3 separate regions of the Mus musculus genome follow, and all the other regions are linked to region 1. The links are chromatin contacts, called in public promoter capture Hi-C maps. All regions are on one chromosome and are shown on one strand. Each heading gives the region's core, a stretch centred on a gene start, on an enhancer-like site or on the middle of the called end of the contact. The rest is flanking DNA. Distances are from core to core; before and after follow the strand shown.

The links. Promoter capture Hi-C pulls out the DNA fragments that hold promoters and counts their contacts. Capture Hi-C pulls out chosen DNA fragments and counts their contacts.
Region 2: a contact with region 1 is called in a promoter capture Hi-C map of pancreatic islet. The contact joins the promoter of Rpl39 here to the promoter of Slc25a43 in region 1. A contact is called at or near these places in 2 of 39 promoter capture datasets (liver and stem cell-derived epiblast-like cells), 3 of 484 Hi-C or Micro-C datasets (Th1 cells and nephron progenitors), 1 of 115 datasets of contacts at active chromatin or transcription factors (embryonic stem cells) and 2 of 9 other capture datasets (adipose tissue and pancreatic islet).
Region 3: a contact with region 1 is called in a promoter capture Hi-C map of pre-B cells, with 4 times the contacts expected there. The contact joins the promoter of Nkap here to the promoter of Slc25a43 in region 1. A contact is called at or near these places in 1 of 39 promoter capture datasets (pre-B cells) and 2 of 9 other capture datasets (adipose tissue and pancreatic islet).

Annotation. Positions count from the first base shown.
Region 1 is chrX:36,742,216-36,744,915 of GRCm38.p6, reverse strand. It overlaps Slc25a43 (solute carrier family 25, member 43), which reads right to left and starts at 1,284. Exons shown (of 5, transcript NM_001085497.2): 1 at 898-1,284. The coding sequence starts at 1,172.
Region 2 is chrX:37,083,859-37,086,558 of GRCm38.p6, reverse strand. Rpl39 (ribosomal protein L39) reads left to right here and starts at 1,337. Exons shown (of 3, transcript NM_026055.2): 1 at 1,337-1,434; 2 at 2,471-2,574. The coding sequence starts at 1,432.
Region 3 is chrX:37,125,354-37,128,053 of GRCm38.p6, reverse strand. It overlaps Nkap (NFKB activating protein), which reads right to left and starts at 1,291. Exons shown (of 9, transcript NM_025937.4): 1 at 679-1,291. The coding sequence starts at 1,058.

The DNA.
Region 1 (2,700 bases), core at 35-2,534:
GCAAACATCCTTGAGCTCTTTTTAAGGTCACTCCCTTGCATCTTTAGCTCTTATTCTCGCAGCAGTGGTTGATGTGGGAGAAGGTGAGAAACCGCCGCCGCAGGATGGCAGCTGGGAGTGGGGGAAACATTAGGCTGAGGAGACAAGTCCCTGCTGGAGAAAGGATGCTGCAGACCCTGTTGGATCCTAAAGCCAAGTTAGGCTGAGATTGGAGATGGGGATGGTGGACAGAACTCTTTTTGAGGCAAGAGACTGGTCCTTCTTCCTGTACTACCCACTTACTCCTTAGGACACTGGTCTCACTTTTTACACACCATCAAGAGTGTTCTCTCCTGCCGGGCGTGGTGGCGCACGCCTTTAATCCCAGCACTCCGGAGGCAGAGGCAGGCGGATTTCTGAGTTCGAGGCCAGCCTGGTCTACAGAGTGAGTTTCAGGATAGCCAGAGCTATACAGAGAAACCCTGTCTCAAGAAACAAACAAACAAACAAACAAAAAAAACAAACAAAAAAAAGAGAGCGTTCTCTCCTAAGCCAGAAAAGCAAACATTTTCAAGTTACTAGACGTTGGGAATGGATAGACCTTATCGCCATGGGAAGCCTTTTTGTTTCTTTACCCCCAGATATCATTTGCTAATTCTGCCTCCTCCCAGAAAGACTCAAGAGGTCACAAAACTGCAGTTCACAGGGCAAGAATCTCAAGAGCATGTGAAAAACTGCTACTGTACCCTAGGGGCCACACATATGGCCTTGTAGCCCCCTCCCAAGGCCAGCCTCCACCCCCACCCGACTCCCATCCGGTTTTACAGAGGAAGGGAAACTGAGACTTCTTAGGATTCATCAGGGTGGCAGCTTTGCCATTCCAGTCCGATCTCCCGACCCCTCCCACCGGGCTCTTACTTTCGGTAGGCGGCCAGCTGTACCATGCTGCAGGGGAAGAGGCGCAGGCAGGCCACGCCATTCCCTTTCCACAGGGCCCTTGGCCCCTCGGACAGCCACACCCGGCGTCCGGTGGCCCACAGCCCCAGGGAGTGGCTTTGCACCTTGCCGACTTGGGCCAGCACAGTGGCAAGCTCCAGGGGCGCGGTGAGGCTGAGGCTGAACGCCCCGGCCAGCCCCGCACACAGGAGCCGCTGGCTGCCGGTTAACCGGCCATCCCGTCTCCACGTAGCCATCCTGACCCAGGCCCGTGCCGGCCACCTCGTGGCTGGTGCCCTGGGCTCGCGGGGGCAGTTAGAGCAGTCCGGCCAGGCCCCGCCCGGCGTGGGGCGGACTTGGGAGATGAACTGGGGAAGTCAGGCTCACACCCGAGCAGCGCCTCAGGGATAGGGTGGGATCAAAGGCGACTCTCTCAGGTATCTGAGGCATGCTCAGTTAGTGTGTGTTTGCAATGCAATAGGCAAGACCGAGGCTTCCATTTCCTGTTCTTTCTGGGCCTAGCCAGCATCACGTTTTTCTTAGGTATTCCCTTAGGTACTTTGCTTCTTCTGGGTCCCTTTTCACATTCTATGTCATCCCCCTTCGCCTGTCTATCTTCTCTTCCATAGGCTTCTTTTATTTTAAATCCAGAGTGCAGAAAAGACAGACCTTGAATAACAACCTGCTGCTACCTAGTAGACAACTTGTTAGAGCCTCCTTTTCAGAGACTATAGGTGTGCTTAAGGCTTTGGAACCTTACCTGCCTTAGAATCCTTAGCTCTGCAGATGACATGTCATAGGAGGGTAGGGAAGTCGATTGCTCACTTTGTGTCCCAGTTGCTTCACCTGTACTATGAAGATGGTACTTTCGAGGATTAAATGAAAATTTAATAAATGAAAATTTAATTTATAAAGATGAAATGAATAGTGGCTGGAAGAAGTAACCAGTCTGTATGTGGTGCTTATGAGGGTATGACTAGCTGCTGCCGTAGAGAAGAGGAAACTAAGACACGGAGACACTTGCTCAAGCCTGAGTGTTCACTACCTCGCAGAATCGGGGTTCCTATGTAGGTCAATGTTAGACCTAATAAGGGCCACACCCAAGGATTGCATAGTGGCAGTAGTACATACATTCAGTGATTCTGTTAGGTAAGGGTTAGGACAATATAGGTAAAAAGGTGATAACTGTGGCTTTGCCAGAATCTAAGAAGGATTTAAAAATATTAACAACTTTCCAATTTTATTTCTGTTTTTTTTAAAGGGCTCAACAATGATAATTACAAGGAAAGAGACAGCTAGCAAACGCACTGTTAGCATAAGACATCCCAAATTTGCATCTTATTTTCTATATTGATTCTCATGTTGCTAATGGAACCTTTTCAAGCTAAGCACATCCATCCAATCTGGCACACACTAATTGTACATTTTCATGGGATACAATATGATATCAGAACACATGTCCCAGCAATTTCAGGTTCTTGGTGGCTCATCTCACTACTGAAAAAATGGGGGAGATGGCTCAGTAGGTAATGTGCTTGATAGGCAAGCAAGAGGACCTCTAGCATCCATGTAATAGTTGGGCACAGTGGTCCATGTCTTTCTGAAATAGTGAACTCCAGGTTTGGTAAGAGAACTTGCCTCAGAAATTAAGCTGGCAGTGTCAGAGGGATGGGGGAGAAGACTGGAAAGAGAAAATGACAGAATGAAACCAACTACTGTGCATGCTAATTTTAAATTTAGAATAAATAAGTAAAACCAATCCATTGAAAAAGAGTGGAGATAATG
Region 2 (2,700 bases), core at 88-2,587, 340 kb before region 1:
GCAGTTGAGCAGATGTCAAAGAGAAGTAGTTCTTACCTTCCACCTTTTTGAGACAGGGTTTGCCTTGTTTCTGTTGCTGTGTTAAATACTCCAGGCTAGCTGGCCCTCAATCTTCCAGGACTTTCTCTCCTGTCTCCACCTTCTATTGTGCGGTAGGAATCTTAGGGTTGCAGATACATAGGAGTACTTATTTATTTATTTATTTATTTAGCGACAGGGTCTATATGTAGTAATCCTGACTGGCTGGAAGCTCAGTATATAGACTAGGCTGGCCTTGAGCTCAGAGATATTGATCCTTCTGCTTCAAGTGCTAAGATTAAAAGTGTAGGCCACCACGCCCTGTATCTTCACTTTTTGGGACTTGAACTATAAGTTGGCAGGATTGCGTAACTGGTGCTTTTATCTACTAACGATTCCCCTGGCCCTGGTATATGGGATTTTTACCCCACCGGAGACAGAGTTTCTCTGTGTATCTTTGGCTGTCCTGGAACTCGTGTGAGTAAACCAGGATGGTCTCAAACTCAGAGGTCTGTCTGCCTCCCAAGTGCTGGGATTAAAGGCGTGCACCACCACTTTCCGGCGCCTTTTTTTTTTCTTAAGATTTACATATTTATTTTATTTATATGAGCACACTGTAGTTATTCACTACAGATGGTTGTGAACCACCATGTGGTTGCTGGGAACTGAACTCAGGACCTCGGGAAGAGCAGATGGTGCTCGTAACCGCTGAGCCATCTCTCTAGCTCCGCCTCCCTTTTAATCAAGTATTTTTAGGTACTATTGATAATGGGTCCGTGTGTGTTTACATGGGGACGTGTACCTGTAAATCATAAGTGTAGGTGCCCCTGGAAGTCAGAGACATGTTACCCCCTAGAGCTGGAGGGTTGTAAGCTGCCTGATATGGGTGCTGTGAATGGAACTTGGATTCTCTATAATAGTGAAGTTAGTCATTAAAAGATGTCTGCAGCCCCATCTTCCTCCCTTCCAGGGTGCATCGCCAACCCTAAGCCCCGCCCCTCTCGCAGAAGCGGGGGGAGTTGCAGCTCTGGAAGTGATGTAGGCCTTTTCCCGCCCTCCTCAGAGTTGGTCCCGCCTACTCCGTTTCCAGGTGTTTGCTAAGGGTTTACTTGGTTACTTCTCAAAGGCCACCTACCATGGCCACCAAGGCTGTGGCCCTCAGCACAATGATGATCACCTGCAGGAACAGGCATGGACGCGGAGGCCTCGGAATTACGTTCTCTATAAACCGGTTTGGGTTCCCACGGCCCCATGGGAGCGCAGGGGTGGAGCTAGGGAGGACGCTGCGAGTCATCCATCCCCCCCTAAGCTCCGCCTCTAGCGACTTCTTCTAATCGCGTTCTTCCGGTCCCGGCCTTTCTCTTCTCCATTCCTCCGCCATCGTGCGCGCTATTCTTGATTCGGCTTCTCGCCATGGTAAGACTATCGGCCGCCATCCGTCCCTCAGCGGCTTTCCTGAGGCCACAGACCGCTGTGCCTTTGTGGCAGACATGCGCAGCATTGAGGGCTGGGTGTATTTTTCAGGGTTTTAGTGTTCGTTTTTGGAGCTGGGACACCTATCGGCCTGTGGGCGCGGCATGAAATTATCAAGTCCATTTACCCTTGCAGGATGAGAACGCTCTTCCTGCAGCCTGGCAAGGGGTGCAAAGTATTCTTGTTTCATATAGCCTGGGGCTGACGGTGATCTTCATGATGGGGGGGGGGCAGAACGAGAGGCTTGGGACCACTCTTAGATTGTCCCTGATCGAAGAGCATGAATCGCCATTTGCACAGCGAGATGTCCACAGTAAGGGTTAACAGAACTTTGAGATCCCTTCAGAAGTTAGCGCGTCACTCCTTGGAGGCGTCTGCTAACAGCGCATCAGTCATTGCCTACTGGCAAGATTATGCTTATGGGCGTCTAGGTACAAAGTGGGTTTAGTATCTGAATTTGTTAAATAAAACCTCCAACTGGTCTAGGGGGACGAGTGCGCTTGGCCTTCGTTGCATTTTTTTATGTAATGGTGTTTGCCTACGGAGTGTCTAGGGCTCCGTAATCTTAGGTTAGCCAGCAATGTCACTTGGAGGTAGATAAGACTTACAGAGTACAGTACCTAGTGTCATTGACTTAAAACTGGCCAGGGTTTGCCTAACCTCAAGCCATCCTTGTTCCAGTAAGTCCGTTTCCTCTCCTACTCCAGCTATTCCGTGTTTCATCGCTGGAGCCCAGCAGACAGCCAGTTTATAGGTCAGACAGGACCTGGGCTTAGAAACTTGGTGCTGATTATGAGCCATGTTTAAGCCATTAACTCTTCCTCCAGAGAAGTGATGAGGATAAAGGACTTGGTGGTTCGAGGTCGGGGAGCTTTTCCTGGGTGTATGTTCTGCAGGCCTGATGTTAGTTTGTTGGAATTTGTGACTGAATCAAGAGACTAGGCTGTGGTGTCACTAAGCTGGTTGCATCTCCTCGTAGTCTTCTCACAAGACTTTCCGAATCAAGCGATTCCTGGCCAAGAAACAAAAGCAAAATCGCCCTATTCCTCAGTGGATCCGGATGAAAACTGGTAACAAAATCAGGTAAGCCTTCTCTTGTCCGGCTTGGAAATCGTTATGTTTTAAGTAACTTTGGGCATGGAGATACACAGTTGCAAAGTACGGTCCACCCCAGTCAATTAGTGTGCTGGGGACTCCCTTTTGAAATGT
Region 3 (2,700 bases), core at 42-2,541, 380 kb before region 1:
ACGTCGATGAGAATGAGTGTTCTGACTTGCCTCAAGAGTCTCACAGTTGTTGCTACTAAAGATTTGTGAGTCTTTTTAAACTAAGAATTCCATTAGAGGAAATCCAATCTCATTCCCACATTGGTTTGCATGGTCAACACGGCTGAGACCACTTGCCAAGACTTTTCCCAACATAGCCTCATCTAATTATTCTTTTCCCTCAAAACCAATACATATACTTAATTACAATACTTCCCAGTTCACTGCAAAACGTTTCCACTGAAATATCCTCTTGTCTCAATTTTTTCTGTTTGTTCATGCAACAAGAAACAGCTGCCATGCCTACCAAGAGGCAGGCACTACTAATTCTGTGATCAATAAAAGTCACAAACCTCTATTTCCGTTTAGTGAGGAATAAAGACAGGTGCACGGATAATGACACCAAGGCATACAATAGCCTCTTACTTTCCCAGTAGGGGTAAGTAGGTAGTGGGAAACCAGGGCCTCTTATGAAGGAGTCTAGGGATGAATGAAAATGTAAGTTAGAAAGGATAAATAAAAAAGGTCACGGGGTGAACTGAAGAAAGAGATGAAAAAGGTGCGAGGCGGATGGGAAGCGAAATAAAACAGAAACAATGAACAAGCTGGACTCAAAGGCAGGCAGAATGACCCAAGAGAGGGTGCGGCGATTTCACTCACTTCTGCCGGAGACTCTCCTCCCTTTCCTTGTCCAGCAGGCTAGGCCATGGCTTGTCGCCCCCGTAGGGACGCGAGTAGCCGCCGTAATAGGCGGACGAGGATGCAGAAGCAAACGGGGCGCTCCGCTGTGCCGAGGGCCGTTCGCGAGAGCGCGATCGAGAGCGGGAGCGGTAAGATTGGTTTCGGGAGCTTTGGCTGAAGCCACTCAGCGAATGACTGAGGCCATTCCGGTCGCCGAACCGAGAACAAGAGCGCGAGCGAGACCGGCGACACCGCGGGGAGCGGGAAGATTTGATGGATTTGGGGCTCCGCGATGGACTGCGACGCTTCGCCCCGGAGGCCTCCCGTTCAGGGCTACGCGAGCCCGATACAGGAGCCATGGTGGGGGAAGCTGAAGCTACCAAGGGGCGGGACAAGGAGGCGCTCTCGCGACCCCCAAAGGTCCCGGACACCTAGGGTCCTAGAGCTTGCAGCCGACCAAATCCGAAAAAAAGCAAGCAAACAAACAAACAAACAAAAAAACCAACTTGGAAACAGTTCCGTGTACAGCGGTAAACCCCTTCCCCCGGACCCAGAGTCCTTGCCGCCAACAGGAAGGGATTTGTGTACCTCTATATAGAAGCCGGCCAGGAAACTGAGGCTACGCTCTCATCCAGTTCCTAGTGAGGTTTCTGAAACCTAAACCGCACTGGATGCCTGAAAGAACATTGCGATGAATGAGACAAGTATTTCATTGAGTAGCCATATAAGCAACACCGCCAATTCTCCCTTTATTTAGTGTGGGACGATCTTTGCCTGTATAGTGTGCGCGTATGAATCTGTGTATGTATTATAACCCCCACTCCCACTCTTTTTTTTTTAATCCCAAGCAAACAAAAGATCATGATTAGGGTTAAGCTTTAATCTAAGATCATTGTTGTCCAGTTCACTTAGAAAGCATACATTCTGATAACTTCAGTCTGTTATACTCCGATTAATTTAGCGACCCAGAGGAAAATCTTAGTACGTAGGTTCAAGCCACCCATCTCTACAAATGTCCCACAAAACGAAGTTATCAAGCCCCTTCAACTAGTCCATCATACACTAGCCCAGCAAAATATAAGGTAGACGATTAATAGTTGTATGTATTAAGTATTTTTAGGCAAAAGAGCATTCAAATATTAATTTTGTTTTTAATTTTTTTGAAATTGAAATGTAATTGTGTCATTTTCCCCTTTCTACCTCCAACCATTCCTGCGTGCCTCCTCTTGCTCTTTTAAACTCATTGCCTCTTTTTCTTTATTTGTCATTACATGTACCTGTAACTATAGCTGTTGTAATGTTTTCACCAGAGAAGACTACTTAGATATGGGTTTTAGCCAATAGAAAGTCACACACGCCGGGGCGGTGGTGGCCCATGCCTTTAATCCCAGCACTTGGGAGGCAGAGGCAGGAGGATTTCTGAGTTCAAGGCCAGCCTGGTCCACAGAGTGAGTTCCAGGACAACCAGGGCTACACAGAGAAACCCTGTCTCGAAAAAAAAAGTTGCGCGCGCACACACACACACACACACACACACACACACACACACACACACGTCCTGTGTTGATATACTTCAGTTAACAAGAACATGTCCAAAAGTGAAACTACAGAAGCCAACAGGGAAGGTCAGTACCTTTAGGAATATTCCCAGAACTATGTACTTTGATCTTTTGTCTTTTGTTTTGGCAGGTGATACTGTCTACATGCTGAATGTTGCAGCCTGAATGGTACTTCCATCATGGAGTCAGTTGTGCTAAGGTCTGGGGACCTACTAAGGTCTAGAGCCCTGTTACAATAACCTGCTCAGAGCATATATTAACCGTATGTTTATGATTTCAGGACCGACCATTTGGTATTGGATAATCAGCTGAGGGAAGACTATTTCTCCTGGCTCTCAGCATTACCTAGTTGCCTGTAGTTCTTTGTCTAGGGTTAGAGCCTCGTGAGATTTTCCCATAATCTATCTTCTGGTGTCATCCTTGTCAGGTCTTGCTTAAGTAG